2 separate regions of the Danio rerio genome follow, and region 2 is linked to region 1. Evidence: chromatin contacts called from public Micro-C data. All regions are on one chromosome and are shown on one strand. Each heading gives the region's core, a stretch centred on a gene start, on an enhancer-like site or on the middle of the called end of the contact. The rest is flanking DNA. Distances are from core to core; before and after follow the strand shown. Region 1 holds the start of hsd11b1la (hydroxysteroid (11-beta) dehydrogenase 1-like a). Region 2 holds the start of eef2a.1 (eukaryotic translation elongation factor 2a, tandem duplicate 1).

Region 1 (7,374 bases), core at 1,345-3,844:
TTAACTAAAAAAAAAAAAAAACAATTAAAATTCATTATTCTCATGTAGGCGGTGCTAAAATGTCCATTTTCCTCTGATTGGTCAACCAAATCTGAGCTTGTGACGTAGCCCCCAAAATAAGAGCCCTCTGAGGACAATACCCAGGCTTTGAATTATTAATATTTAGTTATATGTATATAATTATATAAACTAAGTTTACATATTCTGTCATTTGATCAGTTATCAGGCTTACATTCATTGCCTCTTTAACGCACACGATGTAAATCTCTGACAAGGTGCCTTTATTTAGCCTGTAGCCTATATAACAGTTTAGATTTGTTTTACAGATAATGTTCTATTACTTTAAATGTTCTTATTTATAGTTTATATAAAATCTTAATATATTATAGTTATTGATGTCATTCGTCTTATTCTTCAGTAGATCTGTAAATAATGTATTTTATAAAATGATCGTTTATAAGAACCAAGTTATTAATAAGTGTAATTCTCCAAATAAAAGTCTTGATTAGTCATGTCGTTTTAAAGATTTTCTACAATTTAAGCAGAAATAGGTTAAACAGAACTTAATTTGGCATAGTGCTCTCTGTGGGCATCACGTGCTAAAATGATTATTATTAATAATAACAATAATAATTATATTATTTAAGCCTACAGTAGCTCTGAAACAATCATGGAAACCAGGTGCTGCTCACAGATGTATATCTTTGCTCAGCATCAGGTGTACAGCAGCAATAAGTTTGGCAGTGAACTATAAACATAAATTATTATTAATAATAACATTATTATTATTATTACTGTCAAGGCCTTGCTCGGAAACAATCATGCAAACCAGGTGCTACTCGGAAATGGCTATCTTTGCTCAGCATCAGGTGCACAGCTTGACAGCGTGCACAGCAACAATGTTTGGCAGCGAACTATGACCTTATTTTATTGACAAAAGTCTAATAATACTGCTAATTTACGTTTTTATTTAATTTATGCATACGCAATGAATGTAAGCCTCATAACTGATCAAATGACAGAATATGTAAACTTTGTAATTATATAAATAGTATAGTTATTATTTATATACACACACACACATACATATACATATATATATATATATATATATATATATATATATATATATATATATATAAAATGATTAAAAGTTATTATTAAAATCATGTTTTTTTGTAATCAAAAGAAACACCGAAAAACGGCCGTTTTCTTAACTTTTTTTTTTTTTTTTGGACGCAAGATATCCTAATTCTGCTAGTATGATTTCCCCATTTAAAATTTGCAAAGATAATTATATTATCGAGGAGAATGTCTAAATATAAAACCAACTTTACCTCTATTATTTTGAAGGTTCTGTCTGAAATCATATGCAAGTATGACTCGAAAACAACATTAGCACTATTTATTTGACTGGAAACAACTTTACCTTCATCACAAATACAGCCATTCAAAGTACGTTAAAGCTGAAGGAAAGAGAGCATGTTTACAAGCTTCTCAGGTTATTATGACCCCAAATATATGATGATTACTTAAAATATATATGATTAACTCTAATACAAAACAGGATTTAACATTTTTACTGTCAAAGTTATTGCTGAATTGAGTAATTAGCATGCTAGCTATATTTAAACGACATTATAGGTAAAAATAGCAACTAAAATACGAGGTAATTTAATTTTAATGTAAATACAGATATATATATATAATATAATTATATAAAGTATAATAATGTATAAAGTATAAAAAAAACACTTAAACCCAAACAGACACTTGTGTGCTAACTTAGTTAGCAACCAGCTTCAGATACAAAAACAACACATAAACACTTACTTGACGACAGGGAAAATCTTAGCAGCCATATTTTAAAAGCAAAATTATGCTCTAAAGAACAATATTTCGTATCAAAACACTTCACAGGATGCTTTGTTTTACTATTTTGTCAGCGAGTTTCACCGACAAGGGCATTTGCTCTAGCAAACCGAAATGGTAGCAATAAAGTTCGTTTTGAATCCAGCTGTAGATCTGCACATTCGACAAAACGAACGACGAACATATAAAACGTAATAATTATATGTTTGAGTATTTTTGAACATATGAATATTCTATATATATAAGCATTAAAAGTAGAAGGGTGTTACTTTAAAAGACAATTCGGTTTTATATATTTGGTGAAAGTGCCGCCACGTTTTTCCTGTGGCTCAGATCGATTGACTAATTTTAAAATCACGTTTTTTTAGATTGTATGTGTAATATTAATTAAAAAAGAATCTTTAGCAGAGTCGCCAACGATAATAAAAGTAAGTTTAAAAAAGTAAAAAGTAAGCCTAAGTGAATAATAATTATGTTTTTATCCTTACTTTCGGTTTGTATTTCATAGTCTGTCAGGTCGTTCCGAATTTATAAACCCAACCACAATATTAACGTTATAATGCAAATAAAACAAGAATGACTGATTATTACAACACAATATTAACAGAAGTTACAAAATGCATTAAGTGCTAGCTGCCAAGTTATCTAAAGCCGGATTGTACTTTGGCACTAGCTCCGCCTGTCTGAACTTAGATTTAAAAACCTGTTCTGCCTGTTCTCTTGGTGTCGACTGCTGACTTTACAAAGTTGTGCATTTTGTAAGCTGTGCACAGATTTGCCATATTCCTTCAAATGAAGCTTTATGCCAAATTACTGCTTTGCAGCATATGCGTCGCGTTCATTGCGGTCCGATGGAGTGCTCCATCATTTAATGAGGGTGAGTTTAACAGCCTTTATGTTTATCTACGTGCTGTAAAATGTATTCTATTGTCTGTAAATTGATAAGTGATATGTCTTTACAGCTATTTAGAAAGTAGTCTATGCTACAAAGTGGTGGGAAAGCTTGTGGAAAGATTTGTGGACCCAAAAAACTAATATAGCCTATCTACACTCTCAGAAGGTAGGCCTCCAAAGGCTGTCACTGGGGTGGTACCTTTTCAAAAGGTACAAATTTGTGCTTAAATGTATATATTAATACCTTAAGGGTACACATTACTAAAAAGTACAAAAGTGTTCCTAATATAATATAATCTTTTTAGGTACCAATATGGAGCCTTTAAGTTAGAATCTGTACCTTTTGAAAAGGTACCACCCCAGTGACAGCATGCATACCTTTATTTCTGAGAGTGTAATAAATGTATTTATCTACGTGTTAACATTACGTGTTCACATTATTTCTTAAAGTACTTTTTTTCTCTTAAAATTATTTTAATTCGATCCTCAAACCCCAGGCGACAGGTCTATAAAACAGCAAGCATTTAAAATGTTATAAATCTGCAATACTGTTGGAGTTTGACATCAACATCCACAGAAAACATAGAATTAGGCATAACTTTGGATAAAATATCACGGTTTTGTGGTATTGTAATTGCTGCTCTAAAATAAAATATATTCTTTTTAAATGTTGGGGTTAAAAACAAAAACTTATTTCCCATTTGAACACGATATATTTTATTTTGAGGAACATTTAAAATATTTCGGAGCAGTAGCCGAAACTGTCAGGCTGAATAATTCAAATTAATCATTGACTTCTGCTGTCTTTATTTGTTTTAAAAACACAGATTTCTTTACAATTTAAAACTGCGTCTTTGAATATCTTTTCTGCTGGACATTCTGTAGTCCTAAAAAAAAAAAAAAAAAAAACATAAAAAAACATAAATAAAAAAATAATACACATATCTTTGGAATGGTACAGCAAAAAATGTTTACGGTTTTAAAACCTTGACTTTTCCGAACCGCGGTATACCTTAAAAATGGTTATAGTCCCATAACTACATACAATAAAATTTTTTGTTAGCAAATAAGATAAGATGAATAAGTTTTTCATATTTAAAAAACATATCTGCAGTTGTTATTTATTTGTGTGACTCAATCAGCTAGTTTGTGTAAAGAAGCATAGCATAGAATTTGTCAATGTGAAGAAATGAATATTTTATTGCCACTACAGATTAAATTTTTTGCCATCTTATCACTACGTGCAAGTGAGCAGTCAAGTATGTTAAATAAAGAAACATGACCTGCCCCTAGGGAACTGGCCTATTCATAAAACGTTTAAAATAGAGCTTAATATTGCACTTTATTTCCTGTTAGGGTCATGAAAAATGGATTTTATTCGTTTGGCAACTCGTGATAGATTTGTACAAATCTGTGATATCTTAATTTAATAGCTATCAACATGAACTTCCATGCCTTTTCAGAAAAAAAGTTCTGAAACCACCAAGTATCGGCTCACAGATGTATAAATAGTCAATGTATTTATTAAAATATTAAATCAGCCGTCTGCTATGACACTTATGCAATTCTTACGTAACAAGTAACAGAGTATCTCTGCCCCACAGGTTAGCAGTTATGCCTTTAAAATAATGAATTGCCAGAGAACGTTTGTCAGAATACAAAGAGGCTTTTGAAAAAAGTTTAAAGTAACTTTCCACACAATAAACGTGACCAATTGGAAAAGACCATCCCTAAACACCAATATTGTGATAAAAGAAAGCTGGAATTATCTTTTGCCCTTTAAAGCAGTGAACATTGAACACAGTCTTTGCATTGTTTATGTAACGACTGTCATACAGTGAAATATGTTTTTTTTTTTAGAGTCACTAAAAGGTGCCCGGGTGCTGGTGACTGGTGCCAGTACTGGCATTGGTGAGCAGTTGGCGTACCATTATGCACGTTTAGGAGCTCAAATTGTAATCACCGCGAGGAGAGGAAATGTTTTAGAACAGGTCAGTTGAGTTTCTGCTATCATTCATGCTTTAAGCATATTCGATTGCTTCAATATGTTTAATCTGACTCAGGTTGTGAGCAAGTGCCGGGAAATGGGGGCTCAAAAGGCTTTCTACATCCCTGCGGACATGGCCAACCCCTCTGATGCCGATCTTGTGGTGAAGTATGCCATCGAACAGCTTGGAGGACTGGATTACCTGGTTCTGAACCACATCGGGCCCAGTCCGTACCAAATGTGGGATGGAGATGTTCAGCACACACGATGGCTACTAGAGGTGCAGAATCACATTGAAGATGTTGTTTATTGAAGATTTACTGAAACAACACACAACATTTTATTCTTGTTAGTATTTATTTACATATTCTTTATGCCAGAGTTTCTAAACCATGTTCCAGGAGGACCAACTGCTCTGCCGATTTTCCACCTCTTCTTAATCAAACACTCCTGATTCAGATCATCAGCTCATTAGCAGCGACTGAAGGACTTGTAATGGGTGTAACAGTCAAAAGAGACATCCAAAACATGCAGTGTTGGTGGTCCTCCAGAATTGCGGTTGAGAAACACTATGCCATTTCTAACCTAAAGTTCATATAATTGCAACACATGCATGTTTATAAAATAATGAAAGTAAATGTGGATCAAAAATGCATGCTGCTAAAGTCATCCATGTGAATGTTCGCATTCACAATATACTAAAATAAAAATCACTTTAGCTCTCTAATGCCATTCACACTGCTGTACTTTCAACTAGGACAAGTATCACAAATTTATAGTAGTCTTTTTTATGAACTCGGTGCTATAAAACTAAACTTTGTGTTGTTACAAAAGAGAACATTTCACAGGCTGGAAAAGATACATGTGGTTAAACTCTGTAAAATTTGGCTGGAGAAATCTTTCCCCCCTTATGTAAAATTCCCAATTATAGATTCCTATTAAATTGGCCGGATGTTGCGCACCAAAGAATGTTAAATATGACTGCACTGCAGTAAAGAGGAGTATACTGAAAATTCAAACTCAAGTAAAAGTACCATTGCATGCCAAAAAAGTAGTGCAAGTAGAGTAAAAGTATCTGTTCTAAATACTACTCAGAGTGTGAGTAAAACATAGCTCTTATAAAAGTACACAAGAGTAGGGACTATTATATTGTGATAATTCGTTCACCGGTGATGCAGTGGCGCAGTATTTAGTGCTGTCGCCTCACAGCAAAAAAGTTGCTGGTTTGAGCCTCTGCTGGGTCAGTTGGCGTTTCTGTGTGGAGTTTGCATGTTCTCCCTGCATTCGTGTGGGTTTCCTTTCCACTCCGATTTCCCCAACAGTCCAAAGACATGCGGTACAGGTGAATTGGGTAGGCTAAAATTGTCTGTAGTGTATTAGTGTGAATGAGTGTGTATGGATGTTTCCCAGATATGGGTTGCAGCTGGAAGGGCATCCGCTGCGTAAAACATATGCTGGATAAATTGGCGGTTCATTCCGATGTGGCGACCACCGGTTTAATAAAGGGACTAAGCTGAAAAAAAAATGAATGAATAATTATTTTCCCGTATAATATAAATTAAAATGTGAGACTAATTTAATGTGAACACATTTGCACCTATAATAAGCCAACAGGAAGCAGGTTGAGCACATTTACATCTTTGTAAGTGACCTAAAAATCTCTCAAAAAAGGTGAAAGGGTATCTAGATGTGACGATTTGTTAATTCCTAAGTTATGCACTTTGAACCCTGAGTAACAAGCGACACATGTCCAGCAGTGATTGGAGCACTGATATAAGACAAGCAATTTGTGAATGTGCCTGAAAACGTTCTGTAGTGCATTTAGTTACTGTGTAATGCCATTTCGCAATTACATTGAGCAACATTCTTACTGTAGTTATCCTTAATTTTTATATCAGGGTTGGGCAAAAATACATTGAAATATATTTTAAAATAAAATACCAAATGCCTCGTGTATTACATGTATCAAAATAAACTACAAAATACATCAGCCCCAAATGTATCAAAATAAAATAGGCACATTTGATCAATCCCTTCACCATTAAACTGACTTAGTGAAGCAAACCATGTTTGACAGCAGAAACGTTTCTCTAAGCAAATTTAACTCAGCTTGTCCGCACCTTGTAAACCTCTACTCCTATGAGACAAAAACACAGAGTAAACCTGTTTCTCTTTGAGCAAGAAGGTCGCTGGTTTGTCTCCAGGCTGGGTCAGTTGGCATATTTTTTTAAGAGTCGTTTTGAGGTGTTGCGCTACGCTGTTTAAATAGCAAATGCAGTAGCGCTCATTTGTGTGTCCATAGGCGTTCTGGTCTAAAAAGGGAGGCGTTCTGAGGCGGACCGCTGGCGCGTTGCTATTTTGAGAAACTATAATAGATTTTTCATTAGACCAAAACTAACCCGCTGGCGCAGAGTTGCGCCTCGCTTACGCACTGCTTAATACGCACAAGAGAGCAATAGGCAAATATCTTTACATATGAAAAAATTTAAATAATAAGGATATATATATAGGATATAATAAGAATAGATATAGGATATAAATATAAAGGATTAAAATATTACAAAACATATTATTTTCTAGCCTACATAAATATGAAAAATCACTGCTTTTATGTCTTCTTC
Region 2 (7,374 bases), core at 1,469-3,968, 590 kb after region 1:
TCTGTCACTTTGATTTCATCGCTAGACAGACTGATGGTGTCCAATTGTGTCACTGTCACAAACCCTCTGTTCTCGGTTCGGTTCAGAATAGTTGTTTTCAATGACCTCGTGACCTTGACTTGGTTTCAGTCTCTTTTTTCTGCCCTACATTGTTGTCGTCATATGGACGGCATGAGCACTAACACTTTTGTGTACCACTGTTCTCTATTTTACATGCAGTCCGCGTGGGCGCTGTAGCCATCTGGATGTACACAGTCTGTAACCTGATGAGAAAAGCCTGCAAGACAAACAGAAATAGAGCACTAAGTGTTTAGAAATGAAACATTCTCGCTCTGAAGTGCAAAATCTGTCATTATATTTGAGAGCATGCATCAGGCTGCTCTTGTGCCTTTGGCTTCAAATCAAATGCTTGTCCTTAGCCAAACCATGCTGAATCACATATTCAGTCAAAGTCTAACATATTGTTTATCTAGCAGATTTAATGCCTTTAGGATTAGTTATATGGCCGCCACTCAATATGAATCTTGCATCCGAGTTAGTCATTTGAAAGGCATAAAAAAATAATATACTCAAAAATAAAAAAAATTACTCATATTATATTGTCATTTTGTGGAACACAAAAGAGGATATTTTGAAAAATGTTGGACATTCATTGTAAAAACAAATACTATGGATGTCAATGGCTACCTGTTTCCAACATTGCTCAAAATATCTTCTTTTGTGTTCACTAGAATAAAGAAACAAACAGGTTTGTGATGAATGAAAGGGTTAGTAAATTCATTCATTCATTTTCTATTCGCCACAGCGGAATGAACCACCAACTTATCCAGCAAATGTTTTATGCAGTGGATGTCCTTCCAGCTGCAACGCAGTTCTGGGAAACATCCATACACTCTCATTCACACACACACATACACTGACAATTTTATCTTACCTAATTCACCTATTCAATAGTTCTGCTGTTTTTTGCTGGGCAAAAACCAGCAGACTGAGGAACAGCTCTTTCCCCAGAGCTGTCTCCCTTTTGAACTCTGCCCCTCACTGTCTCTTTTGCCCCCCTATTACACCCACCACTCTCCTCTAAGTTTTGCTCTTCACAATCACTGCACTATTCAACATGTGCACATTTAAAAATTGTACATATTCATTGCACTACATTGCACTGATTCACTTATTTGAACTGTACATACCCACAGCATATGGACATCTGTAGTTATATACACACTGATACATTTGTAATTATGTTTATCTATCTGCACACTTCTAATTATTAATAGCAAACTGTACATATATTCATTTATTGCAAATCTCTGTTCATAGCTAATACAACCTATACATAATGATCATAGTACAATCATCTGTAAACATCACCATAGTTTTTCTATAACTGCACTTTATAACTTGTATACCTGTATCCTGCGCTTGCTACTATTGCACTGCTGGTTAGACCTAAACTGCAATTCGTTGCCTTGTATTGTACATGTGTAATGACAATAAAGTTGAATCTAATCTAATCTAATCTATAGCGCATGTCTTTTGGACTTGTGGGGAAAACACATCTTTAACATCTCTCTGTTAAACAGCACTTGGTAAACATTTTAAAAAGAAGGCTAATAATTTTGCCTTCATTGGTAAGTTGTACACTAAAGATAAACATAAAAACTGTGCATCAAAATATTTATTTACTCCAAAAATTATTAAAATGCATTTTAAAAGTGGGTCAAAATAGGCCAAACTTATGGGGCACACATATCAATTTTAGCATCTGGGCCAAATATTGGCATCTGGGCCAAATATTGACATCTGGTCCATGTCTTACAGACGGTGCCACCACTTCCAAACCTGGGCCATGTTTGAGCCACATGCTGTATGCCAGAGCCGGATGAATGGCTGCTGTGCCAGCTTTATGTCAAATCTGGGCCAGAATTCTTTGCTACCTGGGAATGAATTGCCAGACCAACACCCAGATCATTACAAACACACATTATCTCTCTCTATATATATATATATTTTTTTTTTTTTTTAAACAAATAAATAAAACAAATGATGTTTTATGGTAGCTTTAATCCATCTTTTGTATGCTATATAACAGTTTATACGAACCATATGTAATTGAGGAAAACCTTAATTAATGCGTAATTACCATCGCTACAATTTAAGGCTAACTACAATAACCATGATTTTCTTCTTCAGTAAAACCTTGTAAAAAGTGACATGTGGAGTAACTTGACAACAAAATGGTTCCAGTCAGAACACAACGCACTACTTCAATATCCTAACTGTATGATCTTGTAAATACATTTCCGATTAATATCACCTCTACCGATTGCATTCTGTATCTCAACTACACGGAAAAATCAACAATTGAATGATAGCGTAAAACCTAAAACAGTAACTGCAAGACTTTACAACAGAAATTATAAAGGCGTCCTGATTTTAGGGATGAGGCGCCACCTGCTGGCGGAAAAGTAACATTTTTAAAATGCACATATTACATTGTACTTTCTAGATTTCAGTGTCAACGTGAGTACATTAATAAAAGACGACAGACTTTTCTTTTAGAGGTTAATTAACAGTTTTTCACCTTTAAACGTGAACAATGCACTGACGTCATTACGTACGAAACGTAGAGCGCGCGCTTGGTATATATATTCATGAGCGTAGACGTCATCGGTCTCTTTGACTGTGTCCGCCGTGGTAGGCGGCATGATAGTGAATTCACTGTTAAACGAATCCAAAAACATCAGGCAAAATGGTGAGTCGATTTAATAAGTTATTTATTTTATACGTTAGTAACCTTATGCAGTTTGACGTTTTGTTGCGATTTAACCCTTTAGAATGGTTAAAATAGACTAAAATGAAAGCGCAGTACATGCTGTTTCGGAAGTGACTGGTTTGAATTAACTTTTGTCTTTAGAAGTTTTTTTTCAGACAAATAATGTTTAAAAGAGTTTAGTCATTTGATATTTTAATCCATTATCAGTGTAATGTTAGCGTGTAGCAGCTATCATAAGAGCACTTGCGTTACTTTTTGCTTCCTGTTTTAGTTAAAGTCTAGTTAACTGTATTCTCAACTCAGTGTTTTTAGAGCTTAATTTTTCATGTTCAAAACTTTTCACTAGTTCTTTGGAACTCAGAAAAAAAAATCGTATTCCCATAGTTTATAATATAGTAAGCAGTAGTAATCACAGTAAATGATAATCTAAATACATGATTTGTTTTATTGAAACAGACCTCATTACTCTTGATTAAAAGTTGTGATTTTCACACGTTAGTTGTAAGAATTCAGAATTCATTATATTTACTCCGAAAATATCCTAAAAGTGTGTGTGTGTGTATATATATATATATATATATATATATATATATATATATATATATATATATAAAGAAATTATCTCAGTATATTTATGAATATATAAGCTGTGACATTTATTCTGTGACTGACCATAAGTTATTTCTGAGCAAACAGTCAGTCTATTCAGACTGCAGAAATGCATACTATGCAAACATTAGTTTTGCTTTTCTATGTTCACCATAAAGGGACAAATCAACCATCCGGTTGAGCACGTTTTGAACGTGAAGTTTGTGAAGTTAGGGCACTTAGACGGTAATGTGTAATAAAAATACAAAATCTGCTTGCCTTGCAAATTTTAGTCTCCCTCAGTGCAACATTGTTTACAGCCGAATAAATAGTGCTAGTGTTGTTCAGTTGATACTTGCATGTTATTTCAGACCGAATATTTAAGGTATGGTAAACAATACAGGGATCATGTTAAAAGTTGTCACTAAAAGTGTGGGAATGTAAAACCAACTTCACATTATTCTTACCCTCCACTTGTACTTTACCCGTTTGAGTTTTTGCTATGGATCTTAATGAACATCAGTTTCAACATAAATGAATAAATAAAACTACCCAGTTAAAAGCTTTCTTTTTTTTATATATATATATATATATATATATATATATATATATATATATATATATATATATATATTTATATATATATATATATGAGTAATAACTTTAAGCATAGTAAAAGGTTACCAAGTAGTGAATTTTAAAACTAGAAATATGCCTCCTTTCATATTTCTCCTTATTTTACTTCTTTAGGAGAACTTCAATGTAGACCAGATCCGTGCCACCATGGACAAGAAGTCCAACATCCGTAACATGTCTGTAATAGGAGCTTTTGATCACGGCAAATCAACTTTGACAGATTGGCTGGTGTCAAAAGCTGGTATCGTCAGCTCAGCCCGTGCTGGAGAAACCCGTTTCATGGATACGAGGCGTGATGAACAAGAGCGTTGCATCACCATCAAGTCAACGTGAGTATTAAGGTCAGACTACTAAATTTTTTCCCTGATTTCGGCCCAATTTGCTCGGCAAAGTGTTGTGGGGATTCGTAAATGTCAAATTGTTGCTATGATGCGAGATTCAGTTATTTCTTCTCGTGTAGTGTTAGTGCACGACAACTGATGCCATGTCTGCGACGCTTCACGACATCATCCCGTCAAGCCTTCAGCCCGGTAAGTACTGGAATTTGCATCTAAACTAACAAACCACTCAATGATGCACTCGGATGGGGCTGGGCAATATGATATTGACGATATACATCACTATAGATTTAATATGTTAATATAATTACATAATTTTAAAGTTATTTGTTAGCCACATTTTTCAGTTGTCAAAACAAGCCAAGTAGTGTTTCAAAGTGGCTCACCGGCCACTTTATTAAGTACACCTTACTAGTACTGGGTTGGACCCCCTTATGACTTTAGAATTGCCTTAATCCTTCATGACATAGATTCAACAAGGTACTGAAAATATTCCTCTAAGATTTTGGTCTATGTTGACATGATGGCATCATGCAGTTGCTGCAGATTTGTAGGCTGCACATGAAACAAATGAATGGACAGGACATGGTTGGCAACAATACTCGGGTATTTGACATCAGTGGCGTTGTTCGTTGCAGAAGTTGGGACTTTGTCAACTTTTTAAATGCAGACGGAAGTTTCCACCAATCAGATCACTGTATGCAAATACACCAGCTCAGACAGTAGCCAATTGCTGACTAGTTTTATTGGCTGACACTAACTATTTCATCAGCCCCAACTTCAGACACACCCTCTATCAAGTGTTGATGCTGAAGCCCTGTGTGCATTGGGCATTATGTTTCAATGCACAAATTTTAGTGACAAGTCCGCACTGTTTACTGTACTGAGCCCTAATTACTGTACGATGTATTTTGCGACACCATGAAATGGAACATAATATATGAAACTATATTGTGGCCTTGAGATACATGTATTTTGTCATATCGCACAGCCCTAATTTCAGTGAGTTTTGGAATCAGCATGTCAACTTTTAACCACTCATTAGTTTGTCATTCTCTTTGCGAATTATTATTCATATGTATTTTTTTTTTTTTTTTTTTAGTGAACGTATCTTTAAAGGTAACCAACCAGCTATCTGCTAAAAGTTTCCTTGTCAGGTTGAAGTAACATTTGCATTTGTGAGCGCATCGCTGATTTAATTTATAACCATCGCTGGGAATCTGCTTCTGCAGCTCTTTCTGCCACAGAATGCATTTAATCATCTAAAGTTTTTATTCATAAAGCACATCTATATATTTTGTAAATTGCTGTGTGTTGGAAACACTTGAACGCACATCATAGACGTCATGCAAAGATTGACTGTGAACCAACGTGTAGTCTGGCATATTGAGTACCCACAACACATCAAGATAACTCAAAATAACCATTCATAATTAAACAAAATTACATAGTCTGAACGGGTCTAAAGGCATATTGTATATTGCAAGACTGAAATATAAACCTTAAATCCACAAACGTTTTAATAAATGGACTTTCCCAATTTACCCACACAGGACCATCTCCATATTCTATGAGCTTGCTGAAAAGGATTTGGCTTTCATTAAAGAGTGCAAAGATGGCTCCGGCTTCCTCCTCAACCTGATTGACTCCCCTGGGCATGTTGACTTTTCTTCAGAAGTTACAGCTGCACTGCGTATCACAGATGGAGCATTGCTGGTGGTGGATTGTGTGTCTGGTATGTGCAGAAATAGTTTTTTTGTTTGTTTTTCCCAAATGACCGTTTTATTAATCAAAGACTTCCTTGGTATAATTTGATTTGCATGCTTTACTTTGATTCTGTAACTAAATCTATAGTTTTTTGGGCCGCTTATAAAAATGTCATTGTTTGGCAGGTGTGTGCTTACAGACAGAGACTGTGCTCAGACAGGCCATTGGTGAGAGGATTAAACCAGTTTTGATGATTAACAAAATGGATCGAGCTTTGCTCGAGCTACAGTTGGTCCCTGAAGAGCTGTACCAGATCTTTCAGCGCATTGTTGAGAAAGTCAACGTGACCATCTCCACCTATGCTGAGGATGAGAAAGGCCCTATGGGCAATGTCATGGTGAGTGCCTCAAGGCTCCGTCATGGGTCCATTAATGCTTTCTGTTTTATCTCTGGGCTTATTTCTAATATTCATTGTGAATGTTTTTAACATCCTGATCTTAGATTGATCCTGTCATTGGTAATCTTGCCTTCGGATCTGGACTGCATGGATGGGCCTTCACTTTGAAGCAGTTTGCTGAGCTCTATGTGAAAAAGTTCGCTGGTAAAGCTCAGCTGGGACCGGAAGAGTACATCAAGAAGGTGGAGGACATGATAAAGAGACTTTGGGGCGACAGGTGAGAGGATGTTCCAACACAACTGAATGAATGTAATCTTGCATTTCTGTACGTGACATTTTTATGGCCATTGTTTGCAGCTACTTTGACTCTACTACTGGCAAGTTCAGTGAGTCTGCGACATCGCCAGATGGCAAGAAGCTTCCCAGGACTTTTGTTCACTTAGTCCTGGACCCCATCTTCAAAGTGAGGAAACTAGCAACAATTCTGTTTTTAATGCAAGCCATTGATGATGATTTAAACATTCTTCACTTTGACCTGAATATCTTGTGATGAGAATTTTCAATCTGATATGGCAATAACAAAGTATATTAACTTAATGGTCATGTGCAAACGGATATTACATAGAGATTACATCTTATTCTTCCCCACTCTAAAGGTATTTGATGCCATCATGAACTTCAAAAAGGAGGAAACTGTAAAGCTGATTGAGAAGATGGGCATCAAGCTAGATGTGGAGGACAAGGAGAAGGAGGGAAAAATCCTACTGAAGGCTGTGATGCGTTGCTGGCTCCCGGCTGGAGAGGCTCTGCTTCAGATGATCACCATCCACCTGCCCTCACCGGTTACTGCTCAGATTTACCGCTGTGAGCTGCTGTATGAAGGACCTGGAGATGATGAGGCTGCCATGGGTATGTTTTGCTTTTTGAGTATA

What was found. A called contact is a pair of places that touch in the nucleus more often than the background predicts.
Region 2: a Micro-C map of caudal fin shows a contact between it and region 1, with 6 times the contacts expected there. The contact joins the promoter of eef2a.1 here to the promoter of hsd11b1la in region 1. A contact is called at or near these places in 2 of 18 Hi-C or Micro-C datasets (caudal fin and an unstated tissue).

What each region holds. Positions count from the first base shown.
Region 1 is chr22:19,399,269-19,406,642 of GRCz12tu, forward strand. hsd11b1la (hydroxysteroid (11-beta) dehydrogenase 1-like a) reads left to right here and starts at 2,595. Exons shown (of 6, transcript NM_200323.2): 1 at 2,595-2,749; 2 at 4,627-4,757; 3 at 4,830-5,033. The coding sequence starts at 2,665. It overlaps micos13 (mitochondrial contact site and cristae organizing system subunit 13), which reads right to left and starts at 2,009. Exons shown (of 4, transcript NM_001044873.1): 1 at 1,834-2,009. The coding sequence starts at 1,862.
Region 2 is chr22:19,993,972-20,001,345 of GRCz12tu, forward strand. eef2a.1 (eukaryotic translation elongation factor 2a, tandem duplicate 1) reads left to right here and starts at 2,719. Exons shown (of 13, transcript NM_001045161.2): 1 at 2,719-2,755; 2 at 4,115-4,329; 3 at 5,892-6,073; 4 at 6,231-6,442; 5 at 6,547-6,719; 6 at 6,800-6,905; 7 at 7,099-7,351. The coding sequence starts at 2,753. LOC137489061 (small nucleolar RNA SNORD37) reads left to right here and starts at 6,945; the gene lies at 6,945-7,012.